2 separate regions of the Sus scrofa genome follow, and region 1 is linked to region 2. The links are chromatin contacts, called in public Hi-C maps. All regions are on one chromosome and are shown on one strand. Each heading gives the region's core, a stretch centred on a gene start, on an enhancer-like site or on the middle of the called end of the contact. The rest is flanking DNA. Distances are from core to core; before and after follow the strand shown. Region 1 holds the start of CASP6 (caspase-6). Region 2 holds the start of LOC102157627.

Region 1 (4,175 bases), core at 1,560-4,059, 110 kb before region 2:
GCTACTATTTGTTGGTGCCCTGGCACTTAGATAACTTTATCTCACTCGATAGGCCCAAGGGGGCAGGGAGGGAAAGTGCACCAGGCTGTCCAAGGTCACTGCCATGGAGTTGGGGCTGAAAGACCAGGTTCAGCCTGCAGTTTCCAAAGTCCCTGCACTCCCTGTCACCATGCTAAAATTGCTCCCACCAGAGAAAGCCCAGAAACCTTTTTAAACTAAGTGTTCATTTCTCCAAACCTCTTCAGTATCTATTGTCATCGTCTTTATTGACCGCAGTATCTATGAGGATCTACCCATATTCCTTAACAACAATTTGTTTAATAATCTTATATTGAATGACTCATGTCAGGCCTGGAACACACTGGAAAAAGGGTGGGGTAGAGAAAGAAAAGGAAGCAAGTGGAAAAAGGGAAGGAAATGATAAAAAGAACGGAGGGGACCATCCACAGTGACAAGCGGTCCCTGGAGCTTCCTGGACTCCTGCCTGGGCTTCCCATGCCTCGCCCCTGGTTCCAAAAGGGAAATGGCCAGTGGACCTTACACTGAGTGTCTAGAGTAATGCCACTTCCTGAACGACTATGGAGACTTCTACAACTTGCCTCTGGGGCAAGGCTTGTTTTGTGCGGCAAATAAAAAGCTCTGAAATGAAAGCACTATGCATCTATTGACTGTCAGCACTTCAACCCCACCACCACCCCTGCTTCTTTTTTTATTTAAAGGCCAGGCTCCGAGTTTCTAAAACTTATTGGTAATATAATTAGTAAGTGACCAGGAAGAACGTTCTAAAGCATGCGTTTAGCAGTTGATTATTTGGTAGAGAAAAGTTGTGGCTTTAACTCAAATTCTCAAATAGTTGCAGGTTTCCTGAACGCAGGAGAACGATGGGAGCTGTGCAGCCGCCGAGGCCGGGCTTTAGCCTCCAGGTTCAGAGAGGGCAAGCCTAGTGGCGGGGTCGGGGAGTGGATCCTCTGCCCCAGCACTTCGGCGGGCCGCTCAGGCTCCACTGTTACTGGAGGCAACCCCTTCTTTTTACTTAGGAGTGAGAAAATAAGATCCTACTTCCCAAAGTCAACTTTTCATATAACCAGGCGCAGTTAAAGTTAAATAGCCCCGACGCCTGGCAAGAGATCAGCGCCCGGAGGACAAAGGCAGCCGGGGCACACACACCCCAGCACCCGGCGCCGCCACCAGCGACCGCAAGGAGGCGGCGGCGAGGTGCCCTAGTTGTTTTTCTGAGCCTCAAAGCTGAGCTTCCCCCAAGGGACCTGAGAGCTTCCCTCTAAGACCCTCCAGTTTTTCCCGCCACCCAGCAAAACCAGAAGGAGCCCGCGCCCCTGATCCCACCCGAGCGCCCGCTTGGCACCTACCTGCCCCGCGGAGGTCCAGCGCCGAGCTCATCGCAGCGGAACGCGCAGCACCGACGCCGCGACCGGCTTCTGCTTCCTGCAGCCGGAGCCGCAGCCCCCGCCTCTTCCTCCTCGGCCCCCTCCGCCGCCCGCTCCGAGCGTGGGGGTGGGAGTTGGTGGTGGCCGTGCCCCCTGCTGAGTTAAGGTCCGTTTCGTTCACCTGGAGTTCGCGGGGGCCAGAGCGTCCAAGCAGGGCAGGGGACGCGGTCTTCTTAGCCTGGCGCCTGGAGAGCAGAACCCAGCCTAAGGGACGCCGCAATTCTTATCCCGAGGCCAAGGGGCGGTCCCGGGGTGGGAGGACCCCGGGTGGGAGGCCCCAGGCAGTTTCAGAGCACCTGCAGGCAGCAAGGCTCGCTCAAGCTCCGCCCCAAGTGTTAGCTCTTCTCCACGCCCTCAGGTACAGGGTGTTGTGTTTTCCTGTTTCCCGTGGAATCTTTTCCCCAGTGCGAGTTACGTTATAGGACTTGCAAGGATTTACAGTACTTTAAAATGCTCTTTGTTTGTAGAGCGGATTGGGAGAGAAAAATAAAAATCTAACTGGATAGCTTCCTGCATATACTTGTGGCTGAAAAGTCTTGCTTAAGGGAGTTCCCGCTGTTAAGAATCCCAAGTTGTCTCTGAAAGGGCTGGGCCTGCAGCTGCAGCTCGGATTGGATCCCTGGCAAGGGAACTTCCATTTGCCCTGGGTGCGCAAAAAAAAAAAAAAAAGTCTTACTTGGTCATTGAATAGAGTATGAAATCAAAGGATTTTACTCACCCTTTGCCATTTGCTGTTCATTTCATTATATGCATAAAATATTTCAGAAATCACTATCTTAGTAACATGCTGCAGTGAAGACATGGAATATCAATTATCTCCCTCATACGGTTTTGACAATTGAGTTAAACTACTGTAGTCAGAACAATGCCTGGCTTGTGAAGAGCTCAACGAATTTCTATTGCCACCATCTTAAGCTTATTGAAAACAGAATTGACTTCTTTCGGTTTCCCCATTACCCAGCAGTTGCTTAGAAGGTAGGAGGAGCTCAACAAATATTTAACCTGAATAAGATTCAGGTTTCTGCAACTGCACTCTGGACTCTATCCAGTTTGAATGACTTCTCTGACCACCAGAGCTTCCTGTCCTTCTGCCTAGTTTTCAGGGTATCTCCTCTATACAGAAATAGTCCTTATATAGAAGTGGAATTTCAATTGGCTGACCCTCCATTTATCTGAAAGGAGACGAAAGAAATTTATTTTTTCTCAAGTATCTCACAATACTGTATTGCTTTTATACATATACGGTTATGTATTTTAAAGTAAGATACTGTCTACCTTAAGACGTACAAATACAAAGCATTAGGATACTTATTTCACAATTATAAATGTTTAATTTTAGCCTTTTAAAGCAATAGCTAAGGAATTCCTGGTGGTGCAGTGGAAACGAATCCAACTAGTAACCATGAGGTTGCGGGTTTGATTCCTGGCCTAGCTCAGTGGGTTAAGGATCTGGCGTTGCCCTGAGCTGTGGTGCAGGTCAGCGGCTGTAGCTCCAATTCAACCTCTAGCCATATAACCTCCATATGCCACTAGTTCGGCCCTAAAAAGCAAAAAAAGTAAAAATAAAGCAATAGCTAATAGTCCCCAGGTAAAAAGGGTAAGTGACTGAGATTGGGAAACAGGCTGCCTAGATTCTAATTTTGGCTCCACCATTTTATTCCCTTTGAGACATAACACAAGTAAAACAATGTAACCTCTCCCAGCTTCAAATTCTCTGTAAAGGGGGGACAAAATTCATTCAGTATTTTTTGAGACAGTAACTGGCAAACTCCTAGGATTATACCCAGCCCTCAGTAAATTTTCAGTTCATTTATTTTTAGTCACTAAAGATTACCTAGAAACATTCTCAAACTGTGGTCTCTGAACCAGCAGTATCAATGTCATCTGGGGACATACTAGAGATGCAAACTCTTGAGACCTACAGAATCAGACCTACTGAATTAGAAGCCGGGGGTAGGGTCCACCATCGCATTTTAACAAGCCCTCCAGTGGTTCTGCTGCATGCTCACGTGTGGGACATAGACGAAATAGGCACAACATTGTAAGTCAACTGGACTCCAATAAAATTAAAAACAAAAAAAAAGAATGCTACCAATCTCTTCCTTCTCAAAGTGGAAAAAAAGAATCCAAAGCAAATCCATATTAAAATAATCCATATTGAAATAATAATCCATATTGAATAATCTTAATTATTTTAATACTTTAACACCAAACTTAACTGACTGGATAGCTTGATTCTTACCATTATGAATAGTCACTTTTATGGAATTTACTGAATCTGAAGGTCTTAGCCAACTATTACCTATCCAAGGAATGAAATATATGGAATAAAGATAAATTCAGCGATAATTCTAAAGCTTAAATTTTGAAAAAAAATTTTTGACTTTTTTTTTCAGTGCTTACCCCCACTAAGCCTTGTTTTTTTTCCTATATAAATCATAGAAATACCAAATTTTTATAATTCTGATTCCTCCACTTAAGAAAACTTGAGAGCCAACAAGGAAATATTTATAAAGTTGTCAGCAAGGAGACTTCGAAGGCTGTTACGGAAACCTAATAAGACCAGGACAAAAAAGGATAACTTCACTGTGGCCTGTATGCAAAGATGACACTGCTGATTCAGTTTTACATTTTTTTTTAATTTTTAATTTTTTGCTTTTTAGGGCTGAACCCACAGCAGATGGAAGCTCCCAGGCTAGGGGTAAATGGAGAGCTGCAGAGGCCAGCCCA
Region 2 (4,374 bases), core at 1,686-4,185:
TAAAAACTAATGAAATAATGGCATCTGTAGCAACATGTATGGACCTAGAAATTATCATGCTAAGTGAAGTTAGTCAGACAGTGAGACACAAACATCATTTGCTAGCACTTATATGCAGAATCCAAAAAAGTATACAATGAACTTTGCAGAACAGAAACTGACTCACAGACTTCAAAAAACTTAATGTTACCAACGGAGACAGGTTGAGGGGGGATGGATGGATGGGCTGGGGGGTTTGGGATGGAAATGTTGTAAAATTAGGTTGTGATGATGGTTGTATAACTATAAACACAATAAAATTAATTGAGTTAAAACATCGATTTCCATCATACTAAATAAAAAACTGAAGTTTCCTCTCCCATTTAACTTGCATCAGAGTTGATACCCTATTTTAAAATACCTGTAATGCAGTGTAACCTTTAAAAATTATGAATAACTATATTGTACCCCTGTAATTCATATAATATTGTACAGCAACTATATGTCAAGTAAAACATTTTAGTAGTTCCTGCTGTGGTGCAGTGGGTTAAGAATCCACCTCTAGCGGCTTGGGTCATTGTGAAGGTATAGGTTCAATCCCTGGTCTGGTGCAGTGGTTTAAAGGATTCAGCAGTTGCAGCTGGAGTGTAGGTTGCAGCTGCTGCTTAGATTCAGTCCCTGGCCCAGGAACTTCCATATGCTGTGAGTGTGGCCATAAAATTAAAAAAAAATTTTTTTTAAAGAATTGAGGGAGTTCCCTGGTGGCTCAGTAGATTAAGGATCTGGTGTTCTCAGTGCTGGGGCTTGGATTAGATCCCTGGCCCGAGAATTTTTACATGCCTCAGGCAAGACCAAAAAAAGAAAAAGAATATTCTTTGTGAGAGGGGGTAACCACGCAGAGTACGCTAATAAGTTGGATAAAAATAAACAGATTCATAGAAAAACACTATTCTCTACTCAAAACAGCTTCGAGTTGCACAACTGAATCACTGAACTATATACTTTAAAATGATTAATATGCTACAGTTTACGTATGCATATTTTACCACAGTTGAAAAAAAGAACATTGACAATTATTATTGGATTATGTCTACATATCTATAAACTGCTAATCACGTTAACATACTAGGGTGGATATATACATATATTTATATTTTACATGTATGTATGAATTTTATGCAGGGTTTTCTGAGACATAAAAAATAATTCAATGGTTCCTCCATGGTAAAAACACAGAAAAACGCTGGTCTAGTGAATAAGAAATGGAGCTTTTCTAAGAAGTAAGTGATCACCAGTGGCAGAGAAAGAAAAGCAAGGCAATGATGCTGGCCTGATGGGGCAAAGAAATAGTGTATAGCATTGGAGGAAAATAAAATTAATTATATAGAAGCCCTGGTCACAGGAAAGATTTTACCTTAGGCTTGTAGCTAAAGGAAATGGGGAACTATTTGAGGTCCTGAGGGTGGCTATGGAATGAAGAAACTTGTAATAAGTTCAGTATGTCATCACGTGCAGTAGAGATGGGAGGAAGAAAAGTTAAGCCCAGAACCATTTATTTTGAGACAATAAAGATGCTCAGAATGTGAGGATGTTGTAGTTCACTACTATTATTTCTGGACCTGAGTTGTTGTAGATTATATTGGGTGATTTAGGGAAGGAATAACAGTGACAAAAGAAGGCCTGTGATGACTGTACAAAGCTAGAAGGAATCAGTAGAAATTGATAGTTTCAGAAAAAAGAGACTTCAAAGCCAAGGTTGGGTGGAATGATGACAACGATGACAGAGGAGTGCTCAAAGGTTTGAGTCCAAAGATTTGGAAACCAAGAGTATGATGCTACCATGAGGACAAACAGGGAATTGGAATGATGAATAATCTGGAAGAGGAAGGAGTGAGCTTGCAATGGCGGTGCAGAAAAGGGATCAAGAACTGTGAGAATCCATGTTTCTAGTTTGTCCCTCTAACGAGATGAGAAAGTTACCTCATTTACATGCAAAATAAAAGGGCACCGTGTATTCTTGAAGGTCCCATAAAAGTTCAATGGTCTCGTCACACTGAGTTGGAGATAAAAGTGGGACACCGGATGGAGATAAAACACTGAACATATGAATAATTCTACATCTGTATGATGTATAGAATTTAAAGTACATTTATCAAATCTGAATAAAAATTCGTCTACCAAACTAGGTGCTTTCTCAAGAAGCTTATACTTCAGTGTGTAAGACAAACTAATTCTATACTTCCATAGTTAAGTTTACTAAGTTCTTCCACAATGTAAATTACCCTCTGAAAATGGTACTGATCCCATTCTTTCAAAAAAGAGGCTGACTGTTAAATATTAAGGTAAGGTCTCAGACGATTCAATGAAAAGAAACCAACGAAATTTAATAAATAGACGCTAGCTTTCTTTGGTAGAGAAATTCTAGCGGAAGGTCAAGTCAGATTTCAAAGGCTTAAAGATAGAAGGGGAGAGGGACTTGTAGTATAGTGTACCGACTGTGGTCAAAACGTATTTGACAAAGTAAAAAACTCTCTAATACAAAAGATATAAATATGGCCTGGCTATATCAGATAACACAGTTTCTTTTAAAATACACACACACACACGCATTTTTTTCTTCCTTTAGTGAAACCACAGTGAACGACGGGTGCAGCACAGCTCACAGTCTTGCGTACTTCAAAAAATCGGAACAAGCGGCACTAAAGAACGCAGGCAAGTCCTTCCACTGGGTTCCGTCGCAGCCAAATCCACCTCCCAGCAAAGCGCGGCTCAGAGCCCTGGACAGCGTAGTTGCTAGAGTCTCAACCAAGTGAGCAACAAGGGGACCGCAACATAGCCAGAGAAACCAGGACACAAGGACAACTGGCTCCCACTGCAAGCCCGCCTCGCCACTGGGAGAGGGGCGGTGCCTGATGCCAACCATCGCCAAGGGCAACCTCGCGGGGCAGAAGTTCCGGCGAGTAACGTCATGCCGCAAAGGACGCCGCTATTTTACGTCACTTCCTCTGCTCCCATTAGGCAAGTGGACCTTGCTGTCGTAAACTAGCGGTTGACGTTAGATATTACTGATACTCGTCCAGAGCTGAAGGCTGTTTCGGACAGGTGACAGCGTCTCTGGTTCTGTTGGAGACTGGCTGGTTTTGCACACCCGTTTTTCGAATTTCTAGTCAGTTTTCCTGCCCCCCTATTTTGTGCCCGTACGGCGGCCGAAGAGGCTCGTGCGCGGCGGAAGTACCGGGCGGGTGGGTGTGCGCGCCCAGCCCTGAGGTGCACGTGGCGCCGGTGAGTGGCGGGTAGTCCGAGAATGCTGGACCCTGAACCCAGCAGAGGGAGGGAGGGGATGTGGCTGAAGAACTTGCTGCTTGCTGGGGGAGGAGGTACTCACCGGGGGCGACGGGGCTGGTGCGTGGTCTGCTGGCGCTCACAGGGCTACGGGGAGGTGACATCCTTTCGGCTGGTCACGGGCTGCCCAGCCGTGGCTGAGGTGGCGGGTTGCTTATTATTGTTGTTTCTCTATAGCTTCTGACCGAAGCCTAGAGGGGTTAGTTGGTGTACCCAGAGGCCATAGCAACCGAAAAGCATGCACTGTTTTTCTCTCTAGGTAGGAGCAAGCATGTCTTTTCGAGGCGGGGGTCGTGGAGGCTTTAATCGAGGTGGCGGCTTCGGTCGCGGCGGCAGCGGCAACAACCACTTCCGAGGTGGAGGCGGCGGTAATTTCAGAGGCGGCGGCGGCAGAGGAGGATTTGGACGTGGGGGCGGCCGCGGAGGCTTTAACAAAGGCCAAGACCAAGGACCTCCGGAACAAGTCGTGTGTATGTCGGCTTCTGAGTTTGGGCTGCTTGGGAGCGGAGGGGGAGGGGGGGCAGAGTTTGTGGATTTGTGTTATTAGGAAGTTTGACAAGGAGTTGGGTGCTGAAAGATAGATCTAGCAGCTCGCTCTTGTCATACCGAGGCTGCTGCTTGGTTGAGGAGTCAAGTCTATGGCAAGGCTGTAAACTGACTTAAATTGACTTTCCTTCAGAAAGCTGAAGGAAACACAGACCGCATCGTGGAGTTGGAACTTGAGCTTGGGCGGAAAGGGAGACATTTACTTTTTAGGGCAGCACCTGTAGCATATGGAAGTTCCCAGGCCAGGGATCTAATCAAAGCTGCAGCTGCCAGCCTACACTGTGTTGTCTGAGCCATGTCTGCGACCTACACCACAGCTTGTGGCAACTTTGGATCCTTGACCCACTGAGCGAGGCCAGGGATGGAACCCGCATCCTCATGGATACTAGTCAGGATCTAACCCTCTAAGCCACAACGGGAAGTCCTGAAAGGGAGATATTAAGTAGGTAATATTGTGTGCTTACTCTTGCTGTTCTCATTTTATAGATAAGAAATCTGTGATTTAGA

The links. A called contact is a pair of places that touch in the nucleus more often than the background predicts.
Region 1: a Hi-C map of liver shows a contact between it and region 2, with 2.0 times the contacts expected there. The contact joins the promoter of CASP6 here to the promoter of LOC102157627 in region 2. A contact is called at or near these places in 15 of 47 Hi-C or Micro-C datasets (alveolar macrophages, blood, embryonic fibroblasts and 9 more) and 2 of 2 datasets of contacts at active chromatin or transcription factors (alveolar macrophages and skeletal muscle).

What each region holds. Positions count from the first base shown.
Region 1 is chr8:112,518,084-112,522,258 of Sscrofa11.1, reverse strand. CASP6 (caspase-6) reads right to left here and starts at 2,809. Exons shown (of 6, transcript XM_013989349.2): 1 at 1,368-2,809. The coding sequence starts at 1,398.
Region 2 is chr8:112,412,876-112,417,249 of Sscrofa11.1, reverse strand. LOC102157627 reads right to left here and starts at 2,935. Exons shown (of 2, transcript XR_001304070.2): 1 at 2,655-2,935. It overlaps GAR1 (H/ACA ribonucleoprotein complex subunit 1), which reads left to right and starts at 2,973. Exons shown (of 7, transcript XM_003129252.3): 1 at 2,973-3,261; 2 at 3,581-3,791. The coding sequence starts at 3,593.